3 separate regions of the Mus musculus genome follow, and regions 1 and 2 are each linked to region 3. Evidence: chromatin contacts called from public Hi-C data. All regions are on one chromosome and are shown on one strand. The core of a region is the stretch at or near the end of the contact, and the rest is flanking DNA. Distances in the headings are between cores, read along the strand shown. Region 1 has its middle 16 kb from the start of Gm30695. Region 2 has its middle 60 kb from the start of Gm30474. Region 3 has its middle 43 kb from the start of Gm30224.

Region 1 (2,700 bases), core at 192-2,691, 990 kb after region 3:
TTTGTATTCTGTAGGGGTTTTCTCCCGTTTTATTTAGAGCCATAATGGAGCCAATTGCTAGGATTTTCAGGTCATCAAACAGCAACTGAAGTGGAACCATTGCCTCTGTGCTGAGAGGCTCAGTGCTGCGGAACACTGTGTTATGAATGCTAACAAGAGACACAACACTGCAGCAAATGAAAGGCAGAGCTTCTGAGGAACCCATGCTCCCCAACCCAAGATTGCCTTCCCGTGCTCCTCAATCCAAGACTGCCTGCCAGTGCTCCCCAACCCAAGACTCCCTGTGCTCCCCAGCCCAAGACTGCCTGTGCTCCCCAGCCCAAGACTGCCTGCCAGTGCTCCCCAATCCAAGACTGCCTGCCAGTGCTCCCCAACCCAAGACTGCCTGTGCTCCCCAACTCAAGACTGCCTGCCAGTGCTCCCCAACCCAAGGCTATCTCTTACAAACACCCTGACCAATGATCATGGATAGCCGAGCAGTGCAAGTCAGTTGTTAGGCCAACTACTGCCAAGCATTTCCTGGCAAAGCTTTGCTTCTCTTTCTGGTCTGAGATGCGTTGTTTGCTTGGTGAAATCCAAAGACATGAGAACCTCCTATGGTAAATGTTGATATAAGGAAAATGTCCTAGGTGACCAGCCGTATTTATCAAGGTATTATTTCCACCACCTGCATGGAGTTTACCAAGTAGGCGGGGTAGGGTCGCTATCTTGTGTGCGTTCAGCTTGAGTTGCCTGGATACCATGTCTTGGGCTCAACAGGGAACATAAATCTAACTGTGCCTCTCTTTACTTCAGCCATAGGAATTCCAAGTTAGATCATATCACCGGGCCACGTGAGCAAGCCCTATGCATTCTAACTCTCCGTGTGGCTTGCCCAAGCTGCCCTCTGCAACCAAAGGCAGGAAGCATCCCAATTAAAAAGATGTCTTAGAGTCTCATCATACATGGGCAGCTTTCAAGACTTCCTCCCTTCTCAGGCCTCGGTTTGAGGTCAATCACTTCTAATTGCTGGCGATAGAAAGGAGTTGATTGCTAATTCCCTTTCTGTAGCTAAATTGCTGGCACATGTTAATAACATCCTCGTAAGTTCCATTTGTGGTCGGCCATCAGGACCCATTAATTCTAAGATATGTTTGGCTTCCATAAACCAAAAACAGAGAGGGAATTTGGGGGAAAAAATCAGCCTAGAAAGGGGCATGGCTGTACATTCCATAGTAGAGATAAAACTTTACAGTTGTCACTACTGAGAAACCTTAAAATACTACCAAAAACTGTGAGAAAAAGTGTGTGTGTGTGTGTGTGAACATGAATGTGCCTGTATGTGCATGCATGTGTGTATGTGAATATGCAGGCATGCATGTACGTACATGGGCACCTGTGCGTGTATCTAGAGTGATCTGCTGTTGCCTAATTCTGCTCCTGGGTAGAGTGGGTGGAGATGGTAAGAAGAGGCTGCTGTAACCGATGACTGGTAGCAAGCTCAGCAGCAGAGAGCAACTGGGGGGGTGGGGAGGGCAGGAACTGCAGGGAGCAGAGGCAGCTGGGCTGAAAGGGGAAGCTGAGACAATGCAGAGTCAGGCCTTGGATGAGGGAAGGCTGCAAAGAGTTAAAGTTAAGAGGCAGCAGCAAAAGTTGATGCCAGCTGCTGCTATGAGCTAAGGGTCCCAACATCCAGAGCTTAAGAGATATGACCTGACCCACGGAATCCTGCTGCTATGATCCATACACGAGGGTGGTCCCACTGTCTGGGCCCAGGGCAGGAAGCCTCCCAGCCTGCGCCTCTTGTGGGGAGCTTGGGACTATATGCCCAGTCGTGGGGACCCAGATCTGGAACTCAGAGCTATATGCCTCTGGGTCTGTTAGTCCAGCCTACATCTGGGACAAAGAGACCCAGAAGTCCCACCGCCACTGTTTGCTTACTTACAATTTTAGCCTAAGAGGAGCAAAGGAACCCAGACTGTGCATCGGTAGCAGAAGAGAAAAGCCCACTCACCCCTGTACACTTTTTTTTGTAATTTTTTATGAGCCTATGATTATTCCCAAACATAAGGTTAAAGACAAAATAGAATGAGTTCCATGCAACCTGCTTTGTAACTTCACCGAGGTAGTGGGGACAGGTGCTTACATTCTCTGTCATACCCAACTTTCTGACCTCGCTACTGTCTACCCGGAGCCACTTCAGGAATCTAATTATGACTAGATGTTCCTCTTGGCTCCCTTCTAACCATTTACAAGCCAGATCACTGTGCATCCTCTCCAGAGACAGCTGGTCAGGACGAATATTGTAGCAGCTTGCACAGTTTCTCCCCGTCTCCCACACACAGGCCTCCCTAACCCCAAGCTATCACTACACTAAGCTGGATCATGGGCCAGGAGGAAATGCTTTGTTGACAGGCCAGTTGTCCCCTCAAGACTTCTGGTCAGCAGTAAAGCCCAGGGCATGCACACCCAAGACCACAGGCAAAGAACCACAAGCCAACATTTTCTGTCACCACATCCAAAGTATCTTCCTGTTATACAAAGAAGCAAGCCACCACACCACTGCCACCACCACATTCCTGATACCACCATACTGTCACCACCACATGGCCAGAACTGTACAAAGTGCACTTAATCAACAGAAAATATCTTCGTGTTATAACACTGGGATAATTTCTCATCCCTCTAAACTATCCCCACCCCCAGAGAATGTCTGACAGG
Region 2 (2,700 bases), core at 175-2,674, 520 kb after region 3:
CCAAGGTCATGAATAAGAACCTGACCTGAGTTAGGAATCATGGAAATTGTGTCAGATTACAAGGAAGTTGTACACGACACTCTTTGCTCGCCTCATGCCCTGCCTGCTTTGTGTAGCTTTGCTGGACTCAGCCCAGAACCCTGTAGGCTGATGTTCTCATCAAAACCCATTTTGATACATCAAGACTCAAAGATATGGAGCAACAGAGTTGACAGAGAGACAGCAAAGAAGACGTGGAGTCCAGGCTCCCGACTGCTCAGGGCTGACCGGACAGGGTGGTCTTTTTCTGTTGCAAGACAAAAGCTCCAGATAGATCCGGTTCTCTGAGGATCTGGTTTCGCAGCTTCTCCCTGCACAGCCTCAGAGGTACCATGTGTGTTTTCTGGGTTGAGGTTCCTTCATCTGTAGCATGGTTTCTCAACCAGTGGTGATTGTGACCATTCCTACCAATCCCCAGGGACAACGTCTAAACTCATTGGGGGTCGGGGTTGGGGGGGGACACTATAGGGGAAGTATTATTAGTATCTGTGAAGAAGCCATGGCTGCTGCCCACTGCCATAAAAATCCCCATGACTGTCCCACAGCCAGGAACAATGTGACCCTGTGTCAATGCTGTTGAGGACGAGAGCCCGCCCTCTGTAGGTGTCATGTTCTACACATGTCCCTGATACCAGAAGGTATTCTGTGTGTTCTGGGGCCCAGTGAGTAGGAAACTATTCTAGCACTGACAAGACTTAAGCCACAGAGTTCTCTTGGGTGAGTCCTCTTGGGTGAGTCCTCTTGGGTGAGTCCCCTGAGTTCACATCAATGATCGGATCCACACCCTTCACCAAGAGCCCTGCTTTCTTTCAAGTAAAATTCCTGCTGGGTCTCAGGGATGCCTGGCCTGCTGGCAGCCAGCCCTCAGCTCCCATACTGTTTTATCCTGCAACCGTACCTCCTTCCCTGACTGGGTTTTGTCTTGGCTGCTCCTGGCATTGCCTCTGACAGCTGAGCTTATGGAGAGAGGAGGCTCCAGATAAAAATCCCCAGCATAGCCCCACCAGACTCCCGTAGCCTGACCCAGGCTCAGAGCAAGACAGACAGACATAGCTTTCTCTCCTCGGCTATCTGTATTTACTTTGAGAATCATTTCCTCTGCTCTGCTTGGTTTCCTGTGAGCACGCTTGCCTGCTCCGTTCTCTGTCTTTTTTTTATTTTTTATTTTTTGTTTATTTCTCTTTCTCATATCCCCCATTGATCAGATGCCCTGGAAATATTGCAGGAACAGTGTGTTCTCTGTAAGATTTGGTTACACTTTAATACTTCTCAGCAAAATGTTGCCTTGGAACACCCAAATACTAAAACTCCAGGCCTGCTCTGCTTATACTGGACAAGGTCTTCGGCACAGTCTGCGATTCACGCTGGATCCAGTCCCGCCTTAAAGGGCAAGCGCACCCAGGCTATGGCAGGAATGTGTCTTTGCAGGCAGATCTCTGGAGTCTCTCCTCAGAGAAGTGAGCAGGCAAAACAGACTCTGTGCTCCCTCGCTGTCCCCAGTGTGGCCCTTTACAGAGCCACAGGACCATGCTGATTCCAAGGCTGGCTTAAGCAGGCAGTTAAGCCTGTGTCACCGGCAGGACAGCCTCTTGTTACCTCAGACAGAACCTTAAAATTGTGGAATTTAGTCTGAAAACTAGTAAAACTCTTATGCTATGTTACTTTAAAAATTATTTTTAATATGTGTGAATATTTGCCTGCACGGATGTCTATGTGTGGGTAGTAGGGGACAGAAGAAGGCATCAGATCCCCTAGGGCTGGAGTTAAAGACAGTTGTGAGCCTCTGTGTGGGTGCTAGGAATTGAACCCAGGTCCCCTGGAAGAGGAGCAAGTGCTCTTAACCCCTGAGCCACCTCTCCGGCCCGCAATGGTACTGTTAAATAGAGCTGTTCAGGGAGATGCCGCATCCTTTCTTACGAGCTGTTCCCTTCCACTGCAGATCATGCTGAGTGCCCTGGGTACCGGGTGGATGAAGAACGTAATTTAGGAAGGAGTTGGCAGTGACAGTTGTGTTAAACTGCAGTCTTCAAAGGGACCAAATCCTTTGGGTGGGTCCTGGCCATGTTTCTGACCTTTGGCTACTTTCCGTTGATTTAAGAACAAAAGGTAAAGGCTGAGTAATTTATAAAGGAGAGAAGTTTATTTAGCTCATGGGGGCCTGAGAGGTCCAAGAGTATGAACCAGGGCCTGGTCTCTGCTTGGTGTCCAATGAGGGCTTCATGTTAAGTAGTCATAATGAAGTGTGTGGTGTAGCATGGAGCTAGAAAGTGTCCACTTCTTCTCTCATCTGCTCTTCCAAAACCCCTCAAGTCTCCCATGGATGTCACCCTGATAACCATAGCCAAGCTTAGCCACCTCCAATCCTCTGAGGTCCATGAACAGGAATTAGGGTTAAGGTGTCAACACATATACTTCCTGGATCCCGGTTCAAACCACTCTACTGATCCCAGTGACAGGATCCAGTTTCACAGGGACTCCAGTACTCTATTTTTTTATTCTTATTTTTTATTAGGTATTTTCTTCATTTACATTTCCAATGCTATCCCAACTTCCCCTATACCCTCCCCCTGCCATTCCCCTACCCACCCACTCCCACTTCTTGGCCCTGGCATTCCCCTGTACTAAGGCATATAAAGTTTGCAAGACCAATGGGCCTCTCTT
Region 3 (2,700 bases), core at 16-2,515:
AGTCTCTTTTGGCAGTGTCTTGCACTGACCCAAGCAGAGATGCAGAACATTTTGGATTAACTTGGATGGTTCGTGCTCATAAACAGTTGGCCAGCAGTATTTAGCGTGCTCTCTGAACTTTCAGATAATAAAAGGCTTACTTGGAATAAGCCTTTCGTCCTTTTAAACACTCCCAGAGCTGTGAGTGGTTGGAGGTACCCGAGTGTGGTCACTACGGGTGCTGAAGCTCCCAGACAGCCGTCCACATTCCTTTAAGGGCAGCCACCTCTAGACGGCTCATTTCCCGTAGTCGAGTGGTTGGTCTGCAATTTCTTTCTGGGATCCAGACAGTTAATTGTGACTCAAGATGACTGGGGAAAGAGCTGTGTAGCCTCCGGCGAGTTATTTAATTTTGTTGAATCTTAGTTTGCTCATCTGTAAAAGATCCCCCCCCCACCTCTTCCCCCAACACCCCGCTCAGCTCTTGGAACTCTGATAAAGATGTTCATGAAAATACAGGAAAACATGAAAAACGGGCAAAAGCGTTTATCAGGCTTTCTCCCAAGACACTGTGCTTAGTTTTTGCATCGGACACAGTGAACACAAAATTTGTGGGGTGGATGGATGGATGGTGGTGGTGGTGTTAAGAATTTGTGCAACCGTTGAAATGTTAAGGAAATAGGCCACCGTATGCTGACCAGGGCCTGGTAGGCTGGGAGTTGGGTCAGTGCTGGTTGGATGGAGAACTAGCCTCCTTTCCTCTCCAAGTCCCTCACCTGTTATTTTGACTTTGAGAGAAGAAATGGAAATGAAATCATTTTGACTCTGAACAGAGCAGTATTGCGGAGGGCTACACAACTCCCAAATAATTTTAACAGTAACCGTCCTGGGTGCTTCTCATCCCTCCCCAAAAGAAGTCCCTCAAAAGAGCCTGGGAAGGGGTCTTGTCTGAGTCCAGATCACTTCAGAAGCCATAACGAAGCACAGGGCACTCACATCCAGTCTGAGTCACTTCCTCCAGCAGATAATACGCGTGACGAGCCGAGCAAGACGAGCCGAGCAAGACGAGCCGAGCAAGGCACAAGCCGTATTTCTGCCGTCTGAACCTCAGCTGCTCTCTCTCTTATCTTCCAGATAGTGAGCCACCATTATAGGTGACTGCAGATCTGAAGAGAAACTCAGCTCCCTGAAGCAGCCAGAATTCTGGGAGACTCAGAAGAGGAAGGGCAGAGGAAATGTCTAGTGTGTTGATGGTTGTCTCCTTAGTCACTCATTTTCTGAATAGCTTCAGCTGAGAAACGTTTACAAGACCCAGGAAAGAGAAGAGACGTGCCCAGCAGACTGAATTACCCTGCCTGTACTTTTCAGCTCTGGTCTCTCACAGTCAGGTGCTGTGCTCCATCCCTGGGGATGCTCCTTATGAACCTGAGCTTTCAGTTCTTGGTTGTCAGTGTCCCCAGAGGTCCCAAGGCTTGGTCTCAGGGGCTGGCAGAGCTGGAAGGCAGCCGAGGGGTTAGAACCTGACAATTCTGACTCAACAGTGACAAATGGGTCCTCTATGAAACACATTGAATGTCAGTCCCAAAGTGTTGAAGTTCTACCTTCTAAGAATTTTATTTTTAATAGATACATAATTGGACCTATCTTTATAGGCTTGATACATTTTATATGTTGAGTAATAATCAAATTAGGGTATTTCTCTTCTTTTTGATGAGAATAATCCAAACCATTTCTTCCAGGTGTGAGGTGTGTCTGATGTGGTGCTGTTTCCGATCTCCTTGCTGTGTATCAAAGGACCAGGACGTATTTGTATTCTGCCTTCCCAGCTCTAACTTGCAGAACTGACTGGTTATCATCCTCTCTCTCCAGTGCCCCCAGCCTCTGCTATCTATAATTCTAGTCTTGTCCATGACATCAGGGTCGTTGTCCTCCCCTGCCAGGCAGGCTTGCTTTTGTATCATCACCCCCTAAAGATTACCACATGGAACATGGTTTCCCATCACCATCTCTGAAGGTAGACATTTCATTATTGGCTTTTTATTTTGAGACAAGAGAACTAGCTTAGTAAATCTTCTCCCATGAAGATGTCTGGGAACTGATGTGTCCTCATGTGCTTGTCACAGGTGGAGATCCTTTTAGGAAGAGACACCTCCTGCTTGGTGATGCTAATGAGCACGGTAGATACTCCTTTCTGGGAAAGTATCTGAAGGCATCCAGGAGGCCAGGAAGGACCACGTGGCATTGAGATGGATCTAATACTGGGATGTATGGAGGGTGACACAGTTCCTTCTTACGGAGTTAGTGTCCCTCAGAGCCTGGACCTCAGGATGTCATCCCAGCTTAGGCTAGGCTCCAGTTCCCCATGCAAACTGGCCTGGCTTTCTTCAAGTCAGCTTTCCGCATTGGTGTGTTATCTGGTCTCTGTTTCTTTCCCTTGTACTCAGTTCTTCCTTGGGGCCCAGCAACAACTAGAATTGAGCTCCATGATGTGAACAGTGGTCGTCGTTCTGAGTCACCTAAGATCTTATCACCGAGGATGACTCAAGGGTCTTTTGAGGGCTTGGATTACGTATCCCTAGTCTCTTATCTGGTCATAGCTGATGACCATGGGTCGTGGCGAATATTCTCAAAATGTGTTTCTTGGAGAGGCCAGCAGTGGCCTCTGTTGGAAATGTCAACTACCAAGGAAATGTCCACTTCACACCCTCATCCCAAGCTTAC

What was found. Hi-C and Micro-C count contacts between places; a contact is called where the count stands out from the background.
Region 1: a Hi-C map of bone marrow-derived macrophages shows a contact between it and region 3, with 20 read pairs. The contact joins two enhancer-like sites. A contact is called at or near these places in 1 of 39 promoter capture datasets (the 3T3-L1 cell line), 3 of 15 datasets of contacts at CTCF or cohesin (embryonic stem cells, large pre-B cells and pro-B cells), 82 of 484 Hi-C or Micro-C datasets (the AML12 cell line, the C3H10T1/2 cell line, CD4 T cells and 48 more), 12 of 115 datasets of contacts at active chromatin or transcription factors (Th17 cells, astrocytes, bone marrow-derived dendritic cells and 8 more) and 2 of 9 other capture datasets (embryonic stem cells and embryonic tail).
Region 2: a contact with region 3 is called in a Hi-C map of the N1E-115 cell line, with 2.4 times the contacts expected there. The contact joins two enhancer-like sites. A contact is called at or near these places in 2 of 484 Hi-C or Micro-C datasets (the N1E-115 cell line and bone marrow-derived macrophages) and 1 of 115 datasets of contacts at active chromatin or transcription factors (astrocytes).

The regions. Positions count from the first base shown.
Region 1 is chr16:93,545,835-93,548,534 of GRCm38.p6, forward strand. No RefSeq gene overlaps it. Among named protein-coding and RNA genes, the nearest start is that of Gm30695, 16 kb to the left of the region's middle. Within about 2 kb of position 1,442, at least 22 of the 459 cell types and tissues checked have an H3K27ac peak or open chromatin away from gene starts, as enhancers often do. A contact at or near this core is called in bone marrow-derived macrophages, where this site is marked.
Region 2 is chr16:93,070,942-93,073,641 of GRCm38.p6, forward strand. No RefSeq gene overlaps it. Among named protein-coding and RNA genes, the nearest start is that of Gm30474, 60 kb to the right of the region's middle. Within about 2 kb of position 1,425, at least 53 of the 459 cell types and tissues checked have an H3K27ac peak or open chromatin away from gene starts, as enhancers often do. A contact at or near this core is called in the N1E-115 cell line, where this site is marked.
Region 3 is chr16:92,551,991-92,554,690 of GRCm38.p6, forward strand. No RefSeq gene overlaps it. Among named protein-coding and RNA genes, the nearest start is that of Gm30224, 43 kb to the right of the region's middle. Within about 2 kb of position 1,266, at least 31 of the 459 cell types and tissues checked have an H3K27ac peak or open chromatin away from gene starts, as enhancers often do. A contact at or near this core is called in the N1E-115 cell line and bone marrow-derived macrophages, where this site is marked.